7 separate regions of the Mus musculus genome follow, and regions 1, 2, 3, 4, 6 and 7 are each linked to region 5. A link is a contact called in public ChIA-PET, HiChIP or PLAC-seq and promoter capture Hi-C data. All regions are on one chromosome and are shown on one strand. Each heading gives the region's core, a stretch centred on a gene start, on an enhancer-like site or on the middle of the called end of the contact. The rest is flanking DNA. Distances are from core to core; before and after follow the strand shown.

The links. Promoter capture Hi-C pulls out the DNA fragments that hold promoters and counts their contacts. ChIA-PET counts read pairs in DNA pulled down with a chosen protein or histone mark. HiChIP or PLAC-seq counts read pairs in DNA pulled down with a chosen protein or histone mark. Capture Hi-C pulls out chosen DNA fragments and counts their contacts.
Region 1: a promoter capture Hi-C map of liver shows a contact between it and region 5, with 4 times the contacts expected there. The contact joins the promoter of B3galt6 here to the promoter of Rer1 in region 5. A contact is called at or near these places in 1 of 39 promoter capture datasets (liver) and 1 of 9 other capture datasets (liver).
Region 2: an H3K27ac HiChIP or PLAC-seq map of double positive thymocytes shows a contact between it and region 5, with 2.8 times the contacts expected there. The contact joins the promoter of Tmem240 here to the promoter of Rer1 in region 5. A contact is called at or near these places in 2 of 39 promoter capture datasets (both in liver) and 1 of 115 datasets of contacts at active chromatin or transcription factors (double positive thymocytes).
Region 3: a contact with region 5 is called in an H3K4me3 HiChIP or PLAC-seq map of the 230-238 cell line, with 12 read pairs. The contact joins the promoter of Mib2 here to the promoter of Rer1 in region 5. A contact is called at or near these places in 6 of 39 promoter capture datasets (the C10 cell line, cranial neural crest, embryonic stem cells and 2 more), 3 of 115 datasets of contacts at active chromatin or transcription factors (the 230-238 cell line and memory CD8 T cells) and 3 of 9 other capture datasets (adipose tissue, liver and pancreatic islet).
Region 4: an RNA polymerase II ChIA-PET map of memory CD8 T cells shows a contact between it and region 5, with 30 read pairs. The contact joins the promoter of Aurkaip1 here to the promoter of Rer1 in region 5. A contact is called at or near these places in 2 of 484 Hi-C or Micro-C datasets (CD4 T cells and muscle stem cells), 2 of 115 datasets of contacts at active chromatin or transcription factors (extraembryonic endoderm stem cells and memory CD8 T cells) and 1 of 9 other capture datasets (liver).
Region 6: an H3K27ac HiChIP or PLAC-seq map of embryonic stem cells shows a contact between it and region 5, with 6 read pairs. The contact joins the promoter of Atad3aos here to the promoter of Rer1 in region 5. A contact is called at or near these places in 5 of 39 promoter capture datasets (the C10 cell line, erythroid cells, liver and 1 more), 1 of 15 datasets of contacts at CTCF or cohesin (embryonic stem cells), 1 of 484 Hi-C or Micro-C datasets (embryonic stem cells), 2 of 115 datasets of contacts at active chromatin or transcription factors (embryonic stem cells and memory CD8 T cells) and 2 of 9 other capture datasets (adipose tissue and liver).
Region 7: a promoter capture Hi-C map of liver shows a contact between it and region 5, with 2.5 times the contacts expected there. The contact joins the promoter of Fndc10 here to the promoter of Rer1 in region 5. A contact is called at or near these places in 4 of 39 promoter capture datasets (erythroid cells, hippocampal neurons, liver and 1 more) and 2 of 115 datasets of contacts at active chromatin or transcription factors (epiblast stem cells and memory CD8 T cells).

The regions. Positions count from the first base shown.
Region 1 is chr4:155,991,055-155,994,023 of GRCm38.p6, forward strand. B3galt6 (UDP-Gal:betaGal beta 1,3-galactosyltransferase, polypeptide 6) reads right to left here and starts at 1,624. Exons shown (of 1, transcript NM_080445.4): 1 at 1-1,624. The coding sequence starts at 1,562. The coding sequence ends at 585. Sdf4 (stromal cell derived factor 4) reads left to right here and starts at 1,789. Exons shown (of 7, transcript NM_011341.5): 1 at 1,789-2,280.
Region 2 is chr4:155,732,951-155,736,070 of GRCm38.p6, forward strand. It overlaps Tmem240 (transmembrane protein 240), which reads left to right and starts at 1,854. Exons shown (of 4, transcript NM_001101506.1): 1 at 1,854-2,196; 2 at 2,448-2,554. The coding sequence starts at 2,140. Ssu72 (Ssu72 RNA polymerase II CTD phosphatase homolog (yeast)) reads left to right here. Exons shown (of 5, transcript NM_026899.3): 5 at 523-929. The coding sequence ends at 624. 1500002C15Rik (a long non-coding RNA gene) reads right to left here and starts at 1,492. Exons shown (of 2, transcript XR_001784583.2): 1 at 1,435-1,492.
Region 3 is chr4:155,667,786-155,670,485 of GRCm38.p6, forward strand. It overlaps Mib2 (mindbomb E3 ubiquitin protein ligase 2), which reads right to left and starts at 1,434. Exons shown (of 20, transcript NM_001369164.1): 1 at 789-1,434.
Region 4 is chr4:155,829,897-155,832,976 of GRCm38.p6, forward strand. It overlaps Aurkaip1 (aurora kinase A interacting protein 1), which reads left to right and starts at 1,373. Exons shown (of 4, transcript NM_025338.4): 1 at 1,373-1,839; 2 at 2,087-2,174; 3 at 2,456-2,901; 4 at 2,995-3,080. The coding sequence starts at 2,120.
Region 5 is chr4:155,084,666-155,087,772 of GRCm38.p6, forward strand. Rer1 (retention in endoplasmic reticulum sorting receptor 1) reads right to left here and starts at 1,688. Exons shown (of 7, transcript NM_026395.2): 1 at 1,540-1,688. Morn1 (MORN repeat containing 1) reads left to right here and starts at 1,912. Exons shown (of 14, transcript NM_001081100.1): 1 at 1,912-2,016; 2 at 2,756-2,827. The coding sequence starts at 1,941.
Region 6 is chr4:155,759,606-155,762,468 of GRCm38.p6, forward strand. Atad3aos (ATPase family, AAA domain containing 3A, opposite strand) reads left to right here and starts at 1,587. Exons shown (of 3, transcript NR_027972.1): 1 at 1,587-1,681; 2 at 1,780-2,172. Atad3a (ATPase family, AAA domain containing 3A) reads right to left here and starts at 1,493. Exons shown (of 16, transcript NM_179203.3): 1 at 1,197-1,493. The coding sequence starts at 1,398.
Region 7 is chr4:155,692,635-155,695,598 of GRCm38.p6, forward strand. It overlaps Fndc10 (fibronectin type III domain containing 10), which reads left to right and starts at 1,708. Exons shown (of 1, transcript NM_178699.4): 1 at 1,708-2,964. The coding sequence starts at 1,867. The coding sequence ends at 2,538.

The DNA of each region.
Region 1 (2,969 bases), core at 374-2,873, 910 kb after region 5:
TCAACCTCTATCCACTGAGACAAAAATTCTAACCTAGTTGACTTGAAAATCAAGTCAAACCTCATACTTGTCCATGACAAAAGATAAAAAACGGGAGACACAACAGAATGGAACTCTGTCTGAACAATACAAAGACAACTTTGACAAGTAACATTTTGAGATGAATTCAACACAGTCTGCAGGTGAGGCTGTGCAGAACAATCAAGATGGGCAGTGAGCTGCAGAGTTTGCAGAATGAGGGCACTCTAAACTCATCAAGTGAGGAGGCCCTTCCCTCACACTCCAGATGGCTGATAGGTGGCATTACATGGTCAGTGTGTGTGCATGTGTGTGTGTGTGTGCGCGCGCGTGCGCGCGCACGCGCTCAGATGCAATCTCCACATTCATAACCAGATGTCCTTGGGTAGGCCTTACACCAGACCACTAATGGCACCCTCAGTGGACTAGACATTGTTAGCTGTCTCTGGCCATCAGTCCCAAGGTCTCAACAGCAATTGGATAAACCAAGCTCAGCCCAGATCATTTATCAGATTGTTCAGGATGCTTGGCCTGTGTCAGGAGAGACCCCGGCACCTGCAGTGACATCAGGGAACGCCCTCCTTGCGCTGGCAGCACTGGGAGGGTGGAGCTGACCAGTCATAGACATAGGAAAGGCGCAACTGCACCTCATGCTTGCACAACCGGCCCTCATGCAGCAACATCTGTTGCTTCTCCAACATGTCCTCTGGGCTTTGCTTGTGTGTCACCAGATACTGATTGTTGCAGCCTCGAGATTTGTACTCCGTGTCGAAGCGTGGGTCGTGCTCCCGTTGCACATCCACTGGTGCCAGCCAGGTGCCCAGCGATACGTCTTCACTGTGCCACGCGCGCAGGTACTCGCGGCTGAGGCGCAGGTAATGCACCAGGTCCGCAGAAAGGACATAGCCACCGCCCAACGCGTAGGGCAGGTAGTAGTCGCAGAGTTGCCAGGCTGCTTCTCGCCAGCGACCTCCCGGCTTGACGCGCCCGCGCCCGGAAAAGAAGCCCCAGTAGAGGCGCCGGCGGCGTGCGGGCTCCCGTGCGCGTAGGTCCACCAGGATAGCGTCCAGGCGCGCAAAGGAGTCGTCGTCCGCCTTGAGCACGAACTCGAAGTCCACGCGCTCATCCAGCCAGGTCAGCATGGCCAGGACCTTGGCCGTGAGGTTCTCGTAGGCGTCGCGCAGGGCGGGCAGCAGCAGCAGGTCCCCGTGCTGCGCCTGCTCGAGCTCAAGAGCGCGCCGCTCCTCCGAGCCTAAGCCGCCAGTGCCCACGGCGAAGCGCGCCCACACGTCCTCGGGTCCGCCACGCCTCTCCGGTGCCAGCCACGTGCTGCGCACTGCGGTGCGGCGCTCGACCGCGCGGGGCGCACTGGCCACCAGCACCGCCAGGAAGGCCTTAGCGCGGGGCCGAGCGGCTCCGGAAGCGGAGGGCGTCTCGCCCTCGGAAGCGCAGCGCGCCAGGTACAACAGAGTGGTGCCGCAGAACGCCAGGCCGCCTAGGCCCAGCGCCACCCGGTGCCGCCAAGCGCGCCGGAATACCTTCATGCTGCGGGCGAGAGGCCGCCGAGGAGCGCAGGCGCGGACGCTGGAAGGCGCCTGCGCGACTCGGACGCTGGAAGGCGCCTGCGCGACTCGGAGGCTGGAAGGCGCCTGCGCGACTCGGAGGCTGGAAGGCGCCTGCGCGACTCGGAGACTGGAAGGCGCCTGCGCGACTCGACTCGGAGACTGGAAGGCGCCTGCGCGACTCGACTCGGAGACTGGAAGGCGCCTGCGCGACTCGGAGACTGGAAGGCTCGGAGGCTGGAAGGCGCCTGCGCGACTCGGACGCTGGAAGGCGCCTGCGCGACTCGGACGCTGGAAGGCGCCTGCGCGACTCGACTCGGACGCTGGAAGGCGCCTGCGCGACTCGGAGACTGGCGCGGCCGGTTAGGCCTGGTAACGTGGGAGGAGCCCCGAGGCGCACCGTGGCTGGGGGTTTCGACTCCCCGGAGCTGATATCCAGGGCGGCTTTGAAGGATAGGGCTGGGCCCAGAATGATTGACACGTGACCCCGCGCGCCATTCCTATTGGTTGCTTCGCAGAGGCTGCTTCCGCCCATAAGAAAGATGGCGGCTTCGAGATTCGTACCGGAGGCCGGGTGTTTTTTTCCCCACCGTTCCCGGTTGTCTTATTCGCCCCTTCCCGGAAGAAAGATGGCGGCGGCCTGAGCCGAGTTCTGCGTAAGACTTGGCGGGCGCCCAGACCCGGCGCATCAGAAGCCGGGGTGAGTGAGGGGTCCCTGCAGTCGCCGTGCGAGGGGCGGGCTTGGGAGGCCATTCGGGTAGCGTTCGAATCGCGCCAGGTCTGAGCCGGCTCGACCCCGCGGGCCGCCCTCTTCCTCGGCTGCTGCTTCCGGAACTCACTGCCGCGGGGGATCTGAGGCTCGGGGCTCTGTTACCGGCTGGCGTTGTGACCTCAACTTGTGGTCCAGCAGCATCTCTGCCTCGGTTTCCCCTTTGGTAAAACGTGCGCCATGAGTTCTAGTAGTGTGAGCTGGAAATGGAAGGCCTGGGTAAAACCTTCCTGCCCAGCCCGGGTTGGTGGGCGTTCTTCTCCGGTACTGTTCGGCGTAGTTCTTAAACCGACATTGCTTTTACTTACTGTTGTTGTTGTTGACGTTTTTCGAGACGAGCGAGCTTTCTCCGTGTAGCTCGGGCTGTGCTGGAGCTCACTCTGTAGACCAGAGTGGCTGCACTGGAACTCAGAGATCGCCTGCCTTTGCCTCCTTAGTGCTAGAATTAAAGGCTTTTTCTTTTCTTTTACTTAACTTTTTTTTTTTTCTTCCTGCCAGGCTTTATTTCTTTACATTCCTATTTTTGTGTTGCTGGAGGAGATCGAATCCAGCACCGTAAATGCTGGGCAAAGGCTCTACTACTGGGCTAAATCATCAGTCCACTACCAGCTTTTGGGCTG
Region 2 (3,120 bases), core at 604-3,103, 650 kb after region 5:
CCATGCCAGAACAGTGTGTTCAACATCCAGCCTTCTTCACTTCAAGTATTCAAGGGACTACTACTGGCAATGCCTGGTCACCTTTTAAGTTTTCACAACCAGGAGAAGAACCAATAGGTGTCTGGAGGGTGGAGGCCAGATGTGAAGTTGATGCTGCAGTGCACAAAGCATAGTCAGCATTCACACTGGACGACTGTAGGAAAATGCATGCCGGTATCTGTGTGCCTCACTTCACTCATTGCAGATTTGGGATAGCACTGGTTGATGAGGCTTTCATGTACCTACGACGCCTGAGAACAGAACCTGAGTTCCAGCCTTGGGGTCCAGGCCTCCCTTTGAATCTAGCCGTCCCACTCCCAATATGGGGTACTCCTATGATATGTTGTATATGTCTGGTAGGAACAGGCTGTGAGGGAGCTATCCTGAAGCCTGGGTCCCTGCAGAAGTGAAGATCAGTGGAGGGCAGGGTCAGGGAAGGCGCGTCACAATGCCCGGGTTCACTCAAGGCCGTGCTTTTCCCAGATCCAGCACACTGAGGACATGGAGAATGAAATCGACGAGCTGCTGCAGGAGTTCGAGGAGAAGAGTGGCCGGGCCTTTCTGCATACTGTCTGCTTCTACTGAGCCTCCTGTGCTCGGTGCATGGCCTGCCCTGCACAGCCACCTTTGTTGAAGCCACTTTTTCAGTGTGTTTTCCTTTCAGATATTTGTTTTTACTGCTAGGTGTACATCATCAATGTACTGTACATATGGAATGAGACGTACGCAGAAATGCCAGATTCAAATCCATTGTTTTTAACCAAAAGAAATAAAGATGGTTTACTCTACAGCCTACAGCAAGTGTCTGTTGTTGGCCCTTTTCTCTCCACTGCTGAATTGTACAGAAACCTAAATAAAGCAACAGGCTGTCTTATTAAGGGGAAAAAAAACCTTGGAATTGCCACAAAATAGGTGCTGCTAGAAGTCTTTGGTTTGTCCTGAATTCCTGGCCTGACTCCCTGCTGAGGAAGAGACTACTCGGCCATTGAGTCCAACCCTGTGATAAACCTGAGAGCACCCTTCTGAGAAGTAGGGCCGGACCCTGGTGCCTTAACAGCTCAGGGCCTGTGTGAGCTGATATAACTGAACTCCTGTTGGAACCTTCAGATACAGTGGGGTCTGGACTTGGGGGGCTGGAGGTCAGCTGTCCTCTTCCTGCTTTCCAACACAGGGCAGGGTTGGTTCTTCTGTTGTCAGCTCTGTGGCCAGCACAGGGCTTGGGACTCAATCCCAGCATGACCGGCAGCCACAAGAGGATCATAGACGCTGGCAGCTGTTCCAGCACCCCTTCCTCCTCAGAAATCGCCTAGTCTTTCCCACAACTGCCACGATCTTTATGGCATACTTGGCCCATTCCGCATCGCATCCGTATCGCCTACCCTCCTGCCCTCCTACCTCTGCTCATGTAGTCATTAGTCCCTGGTTCCTCTGACTTTCCAGGCCCCTCCTCTGATGGCACTTTCTTGCTGGAGGAGGCGGGTGCTGACACTTCCTGTCCCTCTCTGGAACCCGGAGAACCAGAAGGAGGGGCCTTACTTGGGGAAGTAGAGCAGAAACGACCACCTGGTCCAGGCCAAGGCCCAGTCCAGCGCGGCACTGGGCAGGGAGACCGGAGCCAAGGCTGATGACATGGGGCACAATGTGGAGCCGAGGCCGGAGGGGAGGGGTCTCGGGCTGCGTCACAGGGACAGGAGTGGAGAACCTCGCCCCTGGATGCTGGCGCGGGGCGGCGAAGTCCCTCCCCGGAGGCGGAGGCAGGAGGAGGAGGGAGGAGATAGTGAAGAAGAAAAGGAGGGAGGGAGAAGCCTGGAGGAGGGAAGAGGGAGGAGGGAGGGGGCCGCCGCGCAGACCGCAGGGAGCCGGGCGCAGGGAGCACCGGAGGGCGGAGCGGAGGGCTGCCAGCAACGGGCGACAGGCGAGCGACCCCACGTCAGCCCCCACATCTCGGCTGCCTGTGCCCGCGCCTGCCCCCGGGGTCCGCGGCGGCCCGGCGCGCGAGCGCTGACCTCTGCGGAGGCGGCGCGGGCTAAGCATCGGGCCGGGGCCGGGAGGGGCACCGGGGCCGGGGGGCGGCGCTCCGGCCCGGCCCGGCCCCGCCCGATGTCCATGAGTGCGAACACCATGATCTTCATGATTCTGGGGGCGTCGATCGTGATGGTGAGCGGAGGGGCTTCCCGCGCGCGCCCCCTGCTTCTGCCGCCCGCCCGCGCGCGCGCCTACCCCACCTCGCTTCCTTGTTTACCGGCCCGTGCGGCCTGCGCTGCCCTCGCTGCGATCTTGCGCTGCCCTCGCCCTGGTTGCCCTGCGTTTCCCCACCCACCCACCCACCCCTGCAGTCTAGTACTCCCCCTTGGCACCCCTTTCGGCCCGGCCCACTCCTCGCCCTGACCGGTCATGGGCTCTTCCAGGCCATCGCGTGCTTGATGGACATGAACGCGCTGCTGGACCGATTCCATAACTACATCCTCCCGCACCTGCGGGGCGAGGACCGCGTCTGCCACTGCAACTGTGGCCGGTGAGTGCGCCCCGGCTCTAGGCACTACACGCGTGATCACACTTGTGCAGCGGGCCCCACTTGGCCGGTGAGCCCGGAGCAGGCTGGGCCGCAGAGCCTGGCTGGATGATGGGGGCCGCTTCTGCCCGCCAGGTGCTGGGGGAGGGGTGGCTAACGGGAACCCTAGGTCAGCCAGCCGCTCCCTGGGAAAGGAAGCATGACTGAGTCTGTTAGGAACTCCTTCCTCCAGTTCCTTTAGAGAAAAGGCTGCCTGGTGGTGGCATTATGGGCCAAGGAGCCTCCTGGTCCAGGGCCCGGAGGCCTGAGAGCAGCATCCTTGAGTAGTGTCCACAGTGGAAGCCAGGAAGCTGGTTAAGCCTGGGGCAGTAGTCTTGCCTCCGACCCAAGTCTTCCTCCTGGGCCTACTGTGGCCATGGCAGGCAAGAGCAGGAGGTCAAGATAGGAAGGGCCTACCTTGAGGAACACCTGCCACAACTGATGACTATTGTGCAGGGGAGGAGCTGAAGTAGCTACGCTGGGGTTTGCTCAAGGTCACAATGAGACCCACCACACCCTTCAGGGACCTC
Region 3 (2,700 bases), core at 184-2,683, 580 kb after region 5:
CCACATGGTGGCTCACAACCATCCATAACAAGATCTGACTCCCTCTTCTGGATTGTCTGAAGACAGCTACAGTGTACTTACATATAATAAATAAATGAATCTTTAAAAAAAAATTAAGTCATGTTATAGTATAAAAGTTAGCAGATTGCCTTTATTCAAATGAATAAAACTACATGACATAGAGAGGATTCAGGACTCGAGTATATCTCCCTATACCTCTGGTGGTGTCGGAGATACTGTTGAATTGAAAAATGTCTAACAAAACTGGTTCATCAGAGGCCCCTACTAGGCAGGTGGATGTCCTAGATGCTAGTAGAATCAAACAAGAATGTCAACTGAAGACACAGAGGCCAGGAAACCAGATCTACCCTGCACCAAGACATCTGCTGGGGGACATCATTAAGGTTCAGGGGTATCATGGCTACTAATCTCTGGGGAACTCTAGGTACACTGTAGCTTGGGGTTCACCACCCTGCCTAGGGCTGACCTTGGGTGGGATAATGACATTCAGATACTTGTTGCATCAGAAGCAACAGGCCACAGTGGAATATATAGCCAGGAGACATTCTATAAGCAGCCAATCTTGCTCTGTCCCCAAGCCCACTAGCTCCTTAAGAGCCTTCCTGGCATCTCTGCTTTTCTTATTGGTTCTGAACCCAAAGGAGGCAGAAAGGACGATTTCTCACTGCCCAGTCCACTCAAGCACATTTAAACAGAAACACAAACCCTGACACATCAGACGGCATCCTCAAGAGAAACAAACCAAACCCGAACTGTCAAGCGCTCACCTGTCTGGAGGTCCAGTGTCCCCCACCCGCCTTGAGAATCGGGCAGGAGCCCTGATGCTTGGAGACTTGGGACTGGCCTCCGCCGTGCTGACCTTCCTCTCTGAAAGCCCCAGGAGATCCAAACCTATGGCCAGGGGTGCTGAGACGCAGTTAACATCTGAGAAGGGACAGAGGCCGCTGGTCGCCTTAAAAAGCTCCCATGGGTCTGGTGGCTGGGACACGCTGCATCACCCCCACGCACCGAGAACGCGCAACGGGCACGAGCTGGGTCCAGGGGGAGAAGCACCAAAAGCCCGTCGCGCTGAAGGGCCGAGGTCAGCCAACAAAACCGCAGCCCCGTCAGGACGATCAGGACCCCTAGGCCCCGTGCCACCGCCCCCGTCGCTGGGAGGACGCCCGGCCCGGCCCCCCACTTGCCAAGAGTTTCCGCGCTCGTTCGGCCCAGGAATACCCGCCCCTGAGCAGCGCAGAGGCTGACAGTGGAGCCTCGGCTCGCCACCGAGACGCCAGCTGCAGCCCGCCGTCCTCCGCCCCCTAACAGTGTTTAGCAAGGCCGCCTCTCTTGCGCTAGCCCACCAGGGAGCCCCACCACGGCTCCCCGACTACAGTCGCGGGGCGCCGCACAGATTGCCGGGAGCTGTAGTTTGCAGAGCCAGCCCGGGGGCGGGACAGACGACTCCCAGGAGGCTCTGCGCGTGACGCACTATGCTTAGGGTCAGGGGGCGGGGCTTATAGCTACCAAGGCACCCCGAGCATGACGTACACGTCTGGTCTGGTAGCAAAGGGACCGACGGACGCGTTATGCATGGTCAGCGGGAGCTCTGTTTCTCTAAAGAAGAAACTGGAAATGCCTGCGTCTCGGCATTCTTGGAACAGAGAGGGAGCGTTGAAAGGGGATGGGCGCAAAGTCGCACCCGGAAGTGCGTGTGGGCGGAGCCAGCCCTGCACAGGTCTCCTGCGCAGTACTAGTTCCCAGGACGCTCTCTGTTGCCTTGGAGACAGAAGTTTCGGGTGACGTCTTGCCTGAAATGGGTGGGGTTTCCAGAGATGTAGCGAAAACGCATCCAAAGTAATTCTTTTGGCTTTTTTTTTTCTTTTTGAAATAAGGTTTCACTATGTAGCAACGTGTAGCAACATATTGCAACATAGCCTGGGCCTCACTATGTTGATCCTGCTGACCCCGAGCTCATGGAGCCCCACCTGCTTCTGCCTCGAGAGTGCTGGAAATTAAAGCATGCACTACCACACCCTGCACGACTTAATTTATTTTATAATCAGAGTTGCGCCCATCTTTTTTCTTTTGTTTTCCTATCCTCTATCTGGAGCGGGGTGGGAATCAACTCAGACCTACTGAGCAACCCCCTACCCAGCTACTGATTTTAGTCCTACAGGCATAAAGTTAACAAGCAGTCATCCTGGCCTTTGTGTTTATAAACAGTATACTGCCTTGATTTACATGTATTAGACAGTTCTATGAAGTTCCTCAGACCACAACAACATAGTTCTCCAGCAACTCTCCCCACAAGCTTTGCCCCCATGTGCAAGTTACCTCCATATGTATTGTAACTGTCCCCTCACCAGCTTGCTGTCTAGGTGTATTCCACTGCTGCACACTACCACATATGAACCCAGTCTATTCCGGCACAATCGTAATTGTTCTTTGTTCTTTTCTTTACATTTATTTATTTTTGTTGAGGGAGGGGACACCAGTGCCATAAGCTGTAACCTCCCCCAGCCTGAAACAAGCTGATCCAGACCTTGACCTTGAGGCCACTAGGGAGATTACCTGGGGTGGAGCCTTCCTGCCTAGATGGCTCTATTGTTCTGCCACCTGCCACTGCTCCTCCAAGACACTGCTACCTGCTGAGAGGCCGCTGAGATATACCTGAAGAACACCCTATCCTGCAAGTCG
Region 4 (3,080 bases), core at 123-2,622, 740 kb after region 5:
TGGCCTTGCAACTCAAAAGAGATCCATCTGACTCTGTTTCCCAAGTGCTGGGATTAAAGGCGTGGGCCACCACCACCCAGGAAAGTATAGGGATCTTAACAAGGTTGGCTTTACTCACCTCCTGGAAGACTAGAAACTTGCTAGTTCCCGGGATTGTGTAAGGAGGATGCTTTGCTTGGTCTCTTTCCAAAACTTGTTTCCACTTGCCCTTTCTCTTATTGTCCCTGACTCTACAAAGACCTGTCCCGATACGGGTTGTTGTGAACATGACCATTTCTCTGATGGATTTATTTACTTTTATTCATCTCCTTGAACCTTTAGTTATGCAATCCAAGGAGAAACACATCAAATAAAAGCTGGCCATGTTGAGGACTGGGAGCACCAAGGTGAGGGCTGGAATCTAGAGACTCCATTTGCCTTTTGTGGCTAAACCCAGGGTGAGAGTCTGAACTAAAGACAGACTAAAATGCATAAACCTTCCTGTTTGGGCTAGCGCAGTGGTTAAGTGCTTGCCACATAAACCCGACAACTTGAATGAGATCCCTGGAATTCACTTCCTTAAATGTGGAAGAAGAGAAATGACTCCATGTGTGCTGTGGCATATGCAGGTGCACATTGTGCCTCCCCTCTCGAAACATCATTAGAAAAGACAAATATCTCCAGCATCCCCTCTCGAAGGTAGGGTACACGCAACATCACTTTGTGACCTCAGTTACACAGCTGGGACGACAGCCTGCAATTTCTGCCCTCTTATTGGTTTATGTAACTTTAGCTAGGTTAATGCCTGAGAATGAGATATTTGGCCACTTTGTGTTAAGAATCCACAGAAATCCCTCATGCGAGGCATACGTAGTTTCTCAAATGAAGGAGAACCCTAGTCTTGCACCCCTGTCCATCGGAGCCAGCAGGACTTTCTGGTCCACACTGAGGTGCAGTGGATTGCTAGGCTCTTGCCAAGGAAAGCAGCAGCCGTATTCTGAAGAAGCTGCTTTTAAGTTTTGGGATAAAAATTAACGTGTGTGTGAGGATATTTAAATTTTTCCTCAGGGGGCTGGTGAGATGGCTCAGTGGGTAAGAGCACCCGACTGCTCTTCCGAAGGTCCGAAGTTCAAATCCCAGCAACCACATGGTGGCTCACAACCATCCGTAATGAGATCTGACTCCCTCTTCTGGAGTGTCTGAAGACAGCTACAGTGTACTTATATATAATAAAAAATAAATAAATCTTTAAAAAAAATTTTTTTTTCCTCAGGGCACACTAAAGAAATTAGGACTTTTTTCACTTGAGATTAGCGGCAGGGTAGGACCGCGGAGCAGGAACAGGGCGGAGTTTCTGAGGCCTCAAGAAGCAGAGCGCCCCATTCTGCAGCCAGCCTATCCCACAGGACTATTAAACGACCTGCCGCCCTAACAGGAGGAGCGCCACTTGTCACTTCCGCAGTCCTACGGTCCATGGCGGTACCCGGAGGCTAACCGGCTTGGGAGAGACGAAAGGAAAAAAATATATATATATATACTGTAAAGTCCGCGTGCACGCAGAGAGCACTCTCCGGGATTGTGGTGGGTGTCGGGTGTGGGCACTTTTTACCCGGAACGTTGTTGCTGCTGGACAACAGCGGCAGGGGAAGCGTCCCCTCCAACCGGAAGCGATCGCCTTCGGGCACGCAAGGATCGAGTTAGCGCAGAGCCGGGCACCAGAGGGCGCTGCGTAGGACCAGGGACCGGAAGTGGTCGAGGTCAGAGGCGACCTGATCGGTCCTAACTTCCGGGATTCGGTGGGCCTGTTGCGGGGCTCAGATGATGAGCGGCGGCGGAGCTCGCTTGGCCTGCGTCTGTTTGGTGCGTGCGAGCGTCGATATCGTCCTGCGCTGTGGGTTTCGCTGCCTGAGCGGGAACCGTGGGTGGGCGGCTTACAGCGACCACGCTGGTGGAGAGAAGTAGGGACAGGATTTGCGCTCAGAGCGACTTTTGAAGATGTCTCCTTATCGCGGGTCAGGGGGACCCAGGGTGATGGGATATGCGAGGCCTGCGGCCGAGAGCACTGCCCGTCGCCGCTGCGTGACCTCAGCTGGTTCCTGTGTTCTAGCTTTGAGCGCTGCCGCCGGACCAACTGCTCACCATGTTCCTGGCGCGCCTGACTTCACGGCTGGCCAGGACTGTTGTTCCCTGGGCAGGTAAGACGCCCCTGGACGCGGAATCCACACCTGACTTGGGGATGGGAATCATCGCGGCCCAGCTCGCCTTCAGTAGTCTCCTGTCGCTACTGGGAATAAGAGCCTGGGCACAAACCTTTTCCTGCGAGCTTGCATGTAGTATGTAGGAGCACATCACAACTCCAGACGGAAGGATAAGGGGCAGGCCTTACCATTTGGGTCTACATGTTGCCCTAGCCTGGGTAGTAGTGGTGTTCTGATCTGCTGTGATGGCACTAGTAGCAACTGTGTTGTTTCCCCAGGTTTCAGTCGTTCCTGCCCTGGCTCCGGGGTGATTGGCAGCTATGCTTTTCGACCCCTTTACAGTTTGCAGCCTGCAAGCCCAAGTCGGGCTGCCTCCCTCCCTGGTAAGAGGACCCAGTCAGAGCTTGAGGAGTTCCTGGTCCCCAGGAAGATGGCCATCAGTCCTCTAGAGAGCTGGCTGACTGCTCAATACTTATTGCCCAGACGGAATGTCGAGGTCCCAGTGACTCTGGCTCCCTCCCAGTTCTACGAATGTCCACCTAGGCAGGGGGAGGAGGAAGCCCAGCAGGGAGTCAGGGAAGCCTGGGATGCCACTCCAGTGCAGTGCAAAAACGTGCTGAAGATCCGAAGGCGAAAGATGAACCACCACAAGTACCGTAAACTGGTCAAAAGGACCCGGTTTCTACGTCGCAAGGTCCGGGAAGGACGTTTGAAGAAGAAGCAGGTGAATATGGGCACTCCCTTGGACCTAGACTGACAGTGGTTAAAAGAGGCTTTGCTCGTTATAATAAGTTGGTTGTCTCCTCTGCCCTTGCAGATCAAATTTGAGAAAGACTTGAAGCGCATCTGGCTTAAGGCAGGCCTGAAGGAAGCCCCTGAGAACTGGCAGACCCCGAAGATCTA
Region 5 (3,107 bases), core at 438-2,937:
AAGGGTTCTCATGAGGATCTACCGGCAGCCTGTGGTGAACCAAGTGCCAGCCCTCAATGTTTCAGACTTGTTCCTGGGTTAGGGCAGCCCTCATACCAGCTGTTCTAGCTGCAATCCTCTTCTCTCCATTCAGACTAAAGGTCAGAGAGGCCCTCCATGCTGTCCACAATGACCACCGTTTCCACGTTTCCATGTCACGTCACTGTTTGCATTTTCTGTAACAACTGTTTTCCAATCCCTTTCTAGTAATCTCTCAATCTCCTCTCACCGGAATGCACGCTCCTCCCTGAGGGACCTTGATTTGTTTTAGGATGGGCCTCACGACCTACAGTGCTTGTCACATATCTACTGAAATTGCTCTATGCTCTGTCACAAAAAAAAAAAAAACAAGACAAAAACTGTTCTAAGGGGGACAAGTACCACACACAGAACATTACCCCCGTGTTCTGGAGCCCATCATTTGTCTAGTTTCTGCAATCCATCACTCCTAAATTAGTAATACACCACAGAGAAGAAAGCGCTCTGCACAGCATCTGGGGGTCGCTGCCTCTTGCACCTGCATGCCTCAAGAGTTGTTCCCTGTCAACCCTTCCAGACCCTGCCCCTCTGAGTCCTTCCCTCTCTGGGCCCCTCTCACCTTTGGGGGTGGGGTGGGAAATGATCATCTTGGATCATCCCCAGCCCTTTCTCTATGTTCTACCTCCACCGCAACCAGTTCCCCAACACACAACCTGGATCTAAGGGGCTGAGTATGGGTTTACTGATGCTCTTCTGAGCACCTTAATGAGGGTTAAAAAAAAAAAAAAAACTCACATCAAAAAAACAGGCAGTTCCAAGACGTATAACTAGTCTCTAAGTCTTCCCCCCGCCCCCAACAGGGTTGCTCCATGTAGACCAGGCTAGCCTCAAACTCACAGCCTCTGCCTCACATAAAGGCGTGCACCACCACCTCCTGGATAGTATCTGTTATTAAGAACTAAGAAAGAAAAGCCACTGGGGGTTCTCAATGTGGAAGTATGAAGCCCTCTTGCACTGATACCCTGCTAAGGGAGACAATGTAGCCTTATCTGCTCCACGCTGGAAGTACAGCCTGGAGGGCTGGACATTTTACTGCCTTAATGTCACCATATAATCTAGACCCATTTAACCAGCACCCCTTCGATCCATTCAGTAACTGTCTTCGCGCTCGGGCTTAATTCCTACACGTGTGCCCCGAAACTGAACACGGTAGTGGGGTAGCAAGAGGACACCTAACACATGCCGCCTGGATCTGTGCAGGCAACAACAGGCCACCTTCCTCCACGACCTGGGGCCGGGGGGTCGGGGCGGCGCGCGAGCCGCGGCGGGCAGCGCTCAGCAGTCCCCTCGCGCACCCCTCTCGGAGATCGGCCCGCCCCTGGCAACCCCTCGCCAGGCTCAAAGGCGCTGCCCGGCCCCGCCCGCCCGCCGCCCGCCGGCTCGCCCGTGGCCTTGACAGCCCAGAGGAAGGCGGTGGTGTGCCGCCCGACCAGGTCCGCGCCACCAGCCCACCCCCAGCACCTCGCAGCTCCGGTGCAGCCGAGCCGCGGTCTCCCTCACGGCTGCGGAAGGAGGATGGCGGGCAGGGCGGCCGCCAGAGCTCGGCTCCGGATCCGGGAAGCTGCACAGGCACTTCCGTTCCGTCCCGCGGCGCCTCCAGCCGCCAAGATGGCCGCGGGGCGGGGCCCAAGCTCCAACCATTTCCGCTTCCGGTATGGACGCAGAGGCCGTTGGCGGGAGCGCTTCCCGGCGGAAGGACGGGGTTGGCGGAAACGTGCCGTGGTGCACAGGCGCATTGACGTCCTCAGGCTCCGGATCCGGCGCCGCTGCTTCGGATGTTATGGTCTCCTGGCCACGCCCCATGGCAACCGGAGGCCAATGGAAGGCAGCTTTATGGTTGCTAGGGAAACTTTGGCGGCAAGATGGAGGCAGCTGGCGATCCCTACCAGGCTTCGCTCCAGCCGCGTCGGCACTCGCCGAGACTGCCGCCGCGAAACGGTACGGGCTGCGTCTCCCCGCTGGAGCTCCGTCGCGTTCGCGTGCTCCACAGGCGTGGTCCAGGCTGCAGGCTCACGGCCAGCCGACCCTGCGTCAGGGGGGGCAGGTAGAGCTGAGGTCAGGCTGGCTGGGTGAGCACACGAGGTTCGCCCAATGCAGTCTGATGAAAAGTTGTTCTAAAACCGGAGAAACAGGATCGATATGAGGTCAGAGTCCATGCTAGTGCCACTGTCTTCCCGTCCCAGGCTGCGACTTGCTGGCAAGAAAGCAGTGGGGTTGCTTATCCATCTCAGGAACTGAGAGATGGGTGTTGGGTGTGATGTCTCAGAGCTGGCTGCGTGATAAAAGATGAGGCAGCCAGGAGTAATTAGGAGTGAGTGTGGATTTTTGTCCCGTGGGGACAGGAGGATAGTGACGGTCCTGGCAGGGTGGGCTCTTTGCTGTATCCTCACGGAGCTTGTTGACTGCTTCCGTGCCCTCACCGCCTCCTCTTAAAGAGCCTACAATCAGCTTTTGTCTTAGCCCTCCTCTGGCCAGGCCTGCCTTTCCCTCAGTACTATCCATGTAACAAAACCCAAGCAAGGGAGAGGGAGCACCCATCTTGAGCAATTAACCATCCTGTCATGTTCAAGAGACTGATGAGAAATGACCTGCAGACTACTCCAGACCCTGAGCTGCCCCATCTCTGTGTCTGTTGATGGCAAACCATTGCTATGTTCATCTTCTTTTCCGAACACAGGCTATGGCGTATATGTATACCCAAATTCTTTCTTCCGCTATGAAGGAGAATGGAAGGGAGGCAAGAAACACGGTAAGAAGCCTGTGATCATTGCAGAGCTCATTCCAGAGCCAGATTCCTGAGAAAAGGTGTGGGAGGCAGTCAGTCTTGTACCAAGCATAGCCTGGTACTGCGCCTGCACACTGGGACTACCACTTGGACCCAGTCATGGTGGAACCAATGTAAGACCAATTCTTGTAGGCTTGGAGGTCATCACATGCTGGTGGGTGGTGGAACTATTGGTGGGAGGGAAAGAGTGGGGCAGTAGACCCAGAGTGTCACACACAAACACCATCATGGCGTCCTGCATGCT
Region 6 (2,863 bases), core at 337-2,836, 670 kb after region 5:
CAAGTATTGGAATTAAAGGCATGAGCTCAAGACTTTTTTTTTTCCTACAAGAGCAGAGAATTGACTCACCAAGTGCCAGACTCTCTCTCAGAGGGTCTGCATATTATACCTATTTAAATTAGGGCTTCCCTATAGGATCTTTTGAAAAACAGAACACCCGCATAAACACAAAATTGAGAATGGAAACATCCTTCAATAAGTATTCATTCAACAAAGCTGACATTTCAGGCTTTTAAAAAATTTTTTATGTATTTGAGTTTTTGCCTGCATATAAGTATGTATATGTCTGGTACCCTTAGAAGCCAGAGGAGTCCTTGGATGCCCTGAAACTGGGGTTACAGAAGGTTTTGAGCTGTCATATAGGTGCACAGAATTGAACACAGGTCCACTACAATAGCAACAAGTGCTCTTAGCCTTTCAGCCATCTCTGCAGCCCCCTGCAGGCTCTTAAAAATATTTCAACTAGCTAGGCATAGTGACACACGCCTCAGGAGGCCGTGGCAGGTGGAGCTGTGATTTCTCTGACAGCCTGGTCTACAGGAGTCTCAGCCAGGGCTGCACAGTCTTTATAAAAACAAGAACAAACAAAGCAAAATAATCAAAAAAATCCACCTTACATTACACTTTGGCACAAACTGTCAACATCAAAACAAAAATGTGTCATTTGTTGGGAAAAGTCCTGGCCTTTGGGATCCATCAATGCTAAAATCTGTCTCAGAGAGGATCAACCTTTACGGACACCCTCACCTCACGTTCCACAGTGGAATGCTATCATCCAATAGTAAACACGACATCTACTCTCTCCTTTTTAAGTGAGAGATTGCTATTAACTACCACAACACAGGATCGCCTGACCTGGCTATGACTTTTGGCCTGCACCACGTGGAGGCAGCTAGAAAGCCCAACAGTAAAGTAGGTAAGGCCAACATTGGCACAGGGTCTCTCCTACGACCTACGTGTTGACAGCTACAAGTGCAAGAGGGTGGCAGGATCGGGGTCTCCCCCAATGCAGGACGGCTATGACCAAATGTCCCATAAGCGGCCATTCAGGTCACCTGAAAGGTACGGCTGCGAACGACCACTGTGCTGCTAAGACGTCAAGAGGACCAAAGTCCTAAGGGCAGCAGCTAGTGCCTCCGAGAGAAACCTCCCATTTCCCAGGGCCTCGGCCCGCCAAGCCCAGCCCGCGCACTCACGCGAGTGCTCCAACTCGCGAGCCGCTTTGGCCGCACGTTCCAGGCCCGTCGGGTCGAAGTTGCTCCATTTGTCCTTGGGCGATGGCCGGTCTCCCGCCCCGCGGTCACCGCCGCCCTCCGCCCCGGGTTGAGCGGGCGGCAAGGGCAGCGGAGGCCCTGTGCCTTCGCCCTTGGGGCCCTTGATGCCGAAGAGCCACGACATGGTCTGCAAGCTCCGCGCGCCCTCGGCGGACCGTACCGGAGCGTGACTCGCGAGGCTCCTCGCAGTCACCACGCGCCGCGGGCGCGACTCACTGCGCAGGCGCGAGCCACACCCCTTCCTTCTGGACGACGGAAACCTAGGAGGGTCAAGACGTTCTCAGCCGCCGGATTGGCCGCTGACATAGGGACGCCAGTGGCGTCGGTGGCACGATTTGCCCAGCTTTCTAAGGAGGCGGAACTGGACAGAGCTCCTGGACCAGGCAAATAGGAGCAAAGTTTTCGAGGTGGGTGTGCCTTCATCCTAGAAAACTTTTTTTTTTTTTTTTTTTTTTTTAAGCAAAGGTGCTATTCCTCTGGGGTCGTTCTGTACCTGTCGCTATAGGCATTTATGGAGACGCCCCAGCCACAGAGCCCACAGACGATCAGAGACACTGGACTCACACCACGGAGGGTCAGAACTCTTCTGCTGTGAATCCTACCCAAAGAACAGAAGAGGAAGGGAAAACCTGAAGGTGCTGTGGGTCTCCCGGAGCTAATTTTTTCCGGACTTGAGATGCCTCAGGTCACTGCAACTAAGGGCGAAGTAATCGGGGTGAGACCTCCAGCCGGGAGGACTAGAGAAGGGGTCCCTGGCGCCCCTCGACCGGCCGGGCACCCCTGCTGTGACCCCACGCTTTCTCGGAGCCGGATTCATGTATATCTGTGGCTGCTTTGAGCGTCTCCAGGCCAGCGGCTCCTACAGCCAAGCGTGCATAAGAATAAGAGAGTTACTTAGGTCAGAGACTTGGGCGCCTCTGACAAACAATCCTGCACCATTCTGCTACGATTGCTCAGGCGGTGTTTTGAGCCCGATCCTCTTTGGTGTTTTGGCAACCCACGGCGGCTATTGGCATGCTGCTGCTTTGCAGTACAAGCCAGAAAGCCAAGCCGACTCCCAGAGCCTGCAGAGGGTACATTACACTCAGGAGCTACTTAGAGTGAGGGCTGGTGCTCCAGGCTTGTGCTTGTTAGCCAGTGAGCGCTCCTTGGGAGCCTGCTGAGCCAGGTGCCTGCTCTGGACCTAGGGTTGACCTAACCTTTGGGCAAGTGGAAGGTAGCATGGACAGTGGCAGTTGTCACTAGGAACCCACATTTACCAAAGTCAGCGTCTTGGGTCCAGGCATCTTTCATAAAACCGGTTGAGTTCACAGAATTGTTTGGACTGTTTTTTAACACTGGACAAAAGGCAATTTTAAATGATAAAAAAGGAAGTTGAAGGTATGTTATTAGTCGTATTTATTTTTTATAAAACTTTAATTTTTTAAAATCTTACTATTAATGATAGTTCTTGAGTGCTGTAACCTTCCTTATAGCCCACCACCCATCAGAGATAGTGGAAAAAGGATATGGGGGAGGTAGACCTGTTTAGAAATGGTTCTTTGGAACAACTCCTGTCTATGTTGTCTGAAAATCAACAGTTCATTTCC
Region 7 (2,964 bases), core at 458-2,957, 610 kb after region 5:
CTCCAACAAGGCCACACCCACTCCAACAAGGCCACACCCACTCCAACAAGGCCACACCTCCTAGTAGTAAGATTGAGCATCTAGCTGTCTTCCATCCAAAGATACCACATTATGTTGTCTTGCCCATTTTCCGTACCAATATTTCCAACTAATACCTGCAAGCCAACTGAAAGAAGGTCTGGATAATTCTGGACATGACCTACAGGAATTTCTGGGCACATTTACAATGATGAGTCTGCACTCTGCCCAGTTTAAGGGAAAGGTAGGAATAGGGTGGGGGCAGGAAGTATATCTCTTGAAACCCCTGCCCTCCACTGAGGACGGAGATCTTATTAGACTCTACAAATTGGAGAGGCTTGGTGTCGTGATTGGATCCTTCCAAGTTAGTCATGAGGTGCACAATGGCTGCATAGAGGCTTCTGATACTGAACTCAGGCTCAGTTACCGCTTGGGGTTTTCAGGATGACTAGGATAAGGGCTGTAGGTGTGTGGAAACACCATAGTCTACAGACACAGGAGGTAGGACCTAGAGAACACTGCAGCCCGCACACCCTCCGTTTCCTTTCCTGGCTAAGGTCACCTCAAAGGACAGTACGTACAGTAGGGTGAGACCACACTCGCCTCCCTTTTCAGTGCACCGTTGATCCTTAGCAGCAGAGCTTTTAGGCACTAGCTGGTTCTGGCTGCACCCCCTACTTAGCGCAGGCAGGGCAGGCAGGGCAGTCTCTTCAGGTGTCCTTTGGCCCTGACTCTGTTTGGTGACCGTGCAGGGGTGAGAATTCAGTGGTTCTGCCCGTCCCCCTGTGTCTCCTTGCTTGGTTGTTTTGTGTTTTTTGAGACTAGTCTCAAGTAGTCAAGGAGACCTTTGATCTTGCTGATTTAGGGCACCATAACTGGCTTGGTTTGATTTTATTTTATTTTTTTGTTTTCATTTTGAGGGTCTCACTAAATTGCCCAGGTTGACCCCAAACTCATTTGGTAGCCCAGGTAGGCTATTCTCTTTTCCCACTTCTTTAGAGATGTATTTATTTTACGTATATAAGTGCTCTCTCTATACATATATATAAGTGTGTGCACCTGTGTGCCATCAGATCCCATTATAGATGGTTGTGAGCCACCATGTGGTTGCTGGGAATTTAATCCACAACTTCAGGAAGAGCAGCCAGTGCTCTTAACCACTGGGCCATCTCTCCTGCCCGGGTGGGCTAGTTCTTAAGTAGCTTGGATTCTATCGGCCTGACTCGGGGTGGCTTTTTGTGGGGTCGTTTTCATTGTCTGGTCCTGAGCCTCTTCAAGAGCCAATGACGAGAAGGAACAATGAGATAGAGGAGATCTGCCTGCAACATCTCTTCAGGAGTGCAGAATAATCAATTTTCACCAAGTCAAAACCTTGGCCTCAGATTTTCCTCCCTAGTGGATGCCATCTACTCCAAAGATCCAGGATCTCAGAGTGAAGTTACATTTCAGTCCCTTTGTCCATCCTCTTGGTCAGAGCGGGCAGGACGCTCTCGGTGGCCACGAGGGGCCAGCACCGGATAGAGGGACCGTCCGGAGTTCTCATCAATTGTGGCAAGGGCCTGTCCCAGGACCACCGTTCAACACCCGCCTGTGCTAGGTAGACTTTCTCATGCCCGTGGGACGCGGCCCAGAGAGGGTTAAGGGGGCGGGACGTGGGGCAGCCCCGCCTTTGCCGCTGGGTCCGAGCGCGCACCGGGCCTGGGCGTGAAGCGGGTCGGAGCGGGTGGCGGCGGAGGGCGCTGCGTGGGGGGAGCGCGGCAGCGGCTGCGGCGGCGCGGCCCGCGTGACCCTCCGCCGCGCCCCGTGCGCTCGCGAGCCCGCGCCCCGCCGCGCCGGCCTAGCCGCAGGATGCGCGCTCCGCCGCTGCTGCTGCTGCTGGCTGCATGCGCGCCACCGTCAGGCGCCGCTGTGGACCCGACGCCGCCGGGCTGGGAGCCGGCCCCCGACGCGCCCTGGTGCCCCTACAAGGTGCTGTCCGAGGGCCCAGAGACGGGCGGTGGGCGCCTGTGCTTTCGCAGCCCCGTTCGGGGTTTCCGCTGCCAGACGCCGGGCTGCGAAACGTTGGCCTCGGCGGGTGGCTCGCTGCGCGCCCACGTCCTGCGCAATCGCAGCGTGCTGCTGCAGTGGCGCCTGGCTCCTGCAGAGGCGCGCCGCGTGCGCGTCTTCGCGCTAAACTGCTCGTGGCGTGGCACCTATACGCGCTTCCCTTGCGATCGCGTGCTTTTGGGTGCCTCTTGCCGCGACTACCTGCTACCGGACGTGCACGACAGCGTGCGCTACCGCTTGTGCCTGCAGCAGCTGCCGCTGCGCGCCGAGGTCGCCGTCGTCCCGCCAGAGCTGGCCGAGTGCGTGGAGTTCACCGCCGAACCGGCAGCTATGCAGGAGATCGTGGTGGCCATGACGGCGGTAGGCGGCTCCATCTGTGTCATGCTGGTGGTCATCTGCCTGCTGGTGGCCTACATCACCGAGAACCTCATGCACCCGACCTTCCGGCGACCCAGTCTGCGCAGGCAGCCCTGAAGCGCAAGGCGACCCGCCCACCTGGGTTCCATCTGCCAAGTGCGCTGAGACCCTAAGGCCCTCTCTCTGCTTTTCTCTCATTCCCTCTCCCTCTTTAGGATCCCCATGGAGGGCCTAATGGAAACTAGCCCATGCAGGGACCTTGGCATCATCCCACGACCTTGCCAGCCCCAGATGGGTATCTGCCTTCCAGACTCAGGCCTCAGACTGGCCCATAGGCCTGGGCTAGAGTGTCAATGGCAGCCAGGGGTCTTCTCCATCTCCAGAGGCCTTTATAGAGCCGGCCAGAATATACATTCCCTTCTGGCAAAAACCACTGGCACCCAGGATCATGAACCTGAACTTTCATCCTGTGCCAGGTTGTCAAAGCTTGGCCGTGATTGTTGCTTGGTCACTTTGTACTTTGCAGATTGGGAGGAGTGACCT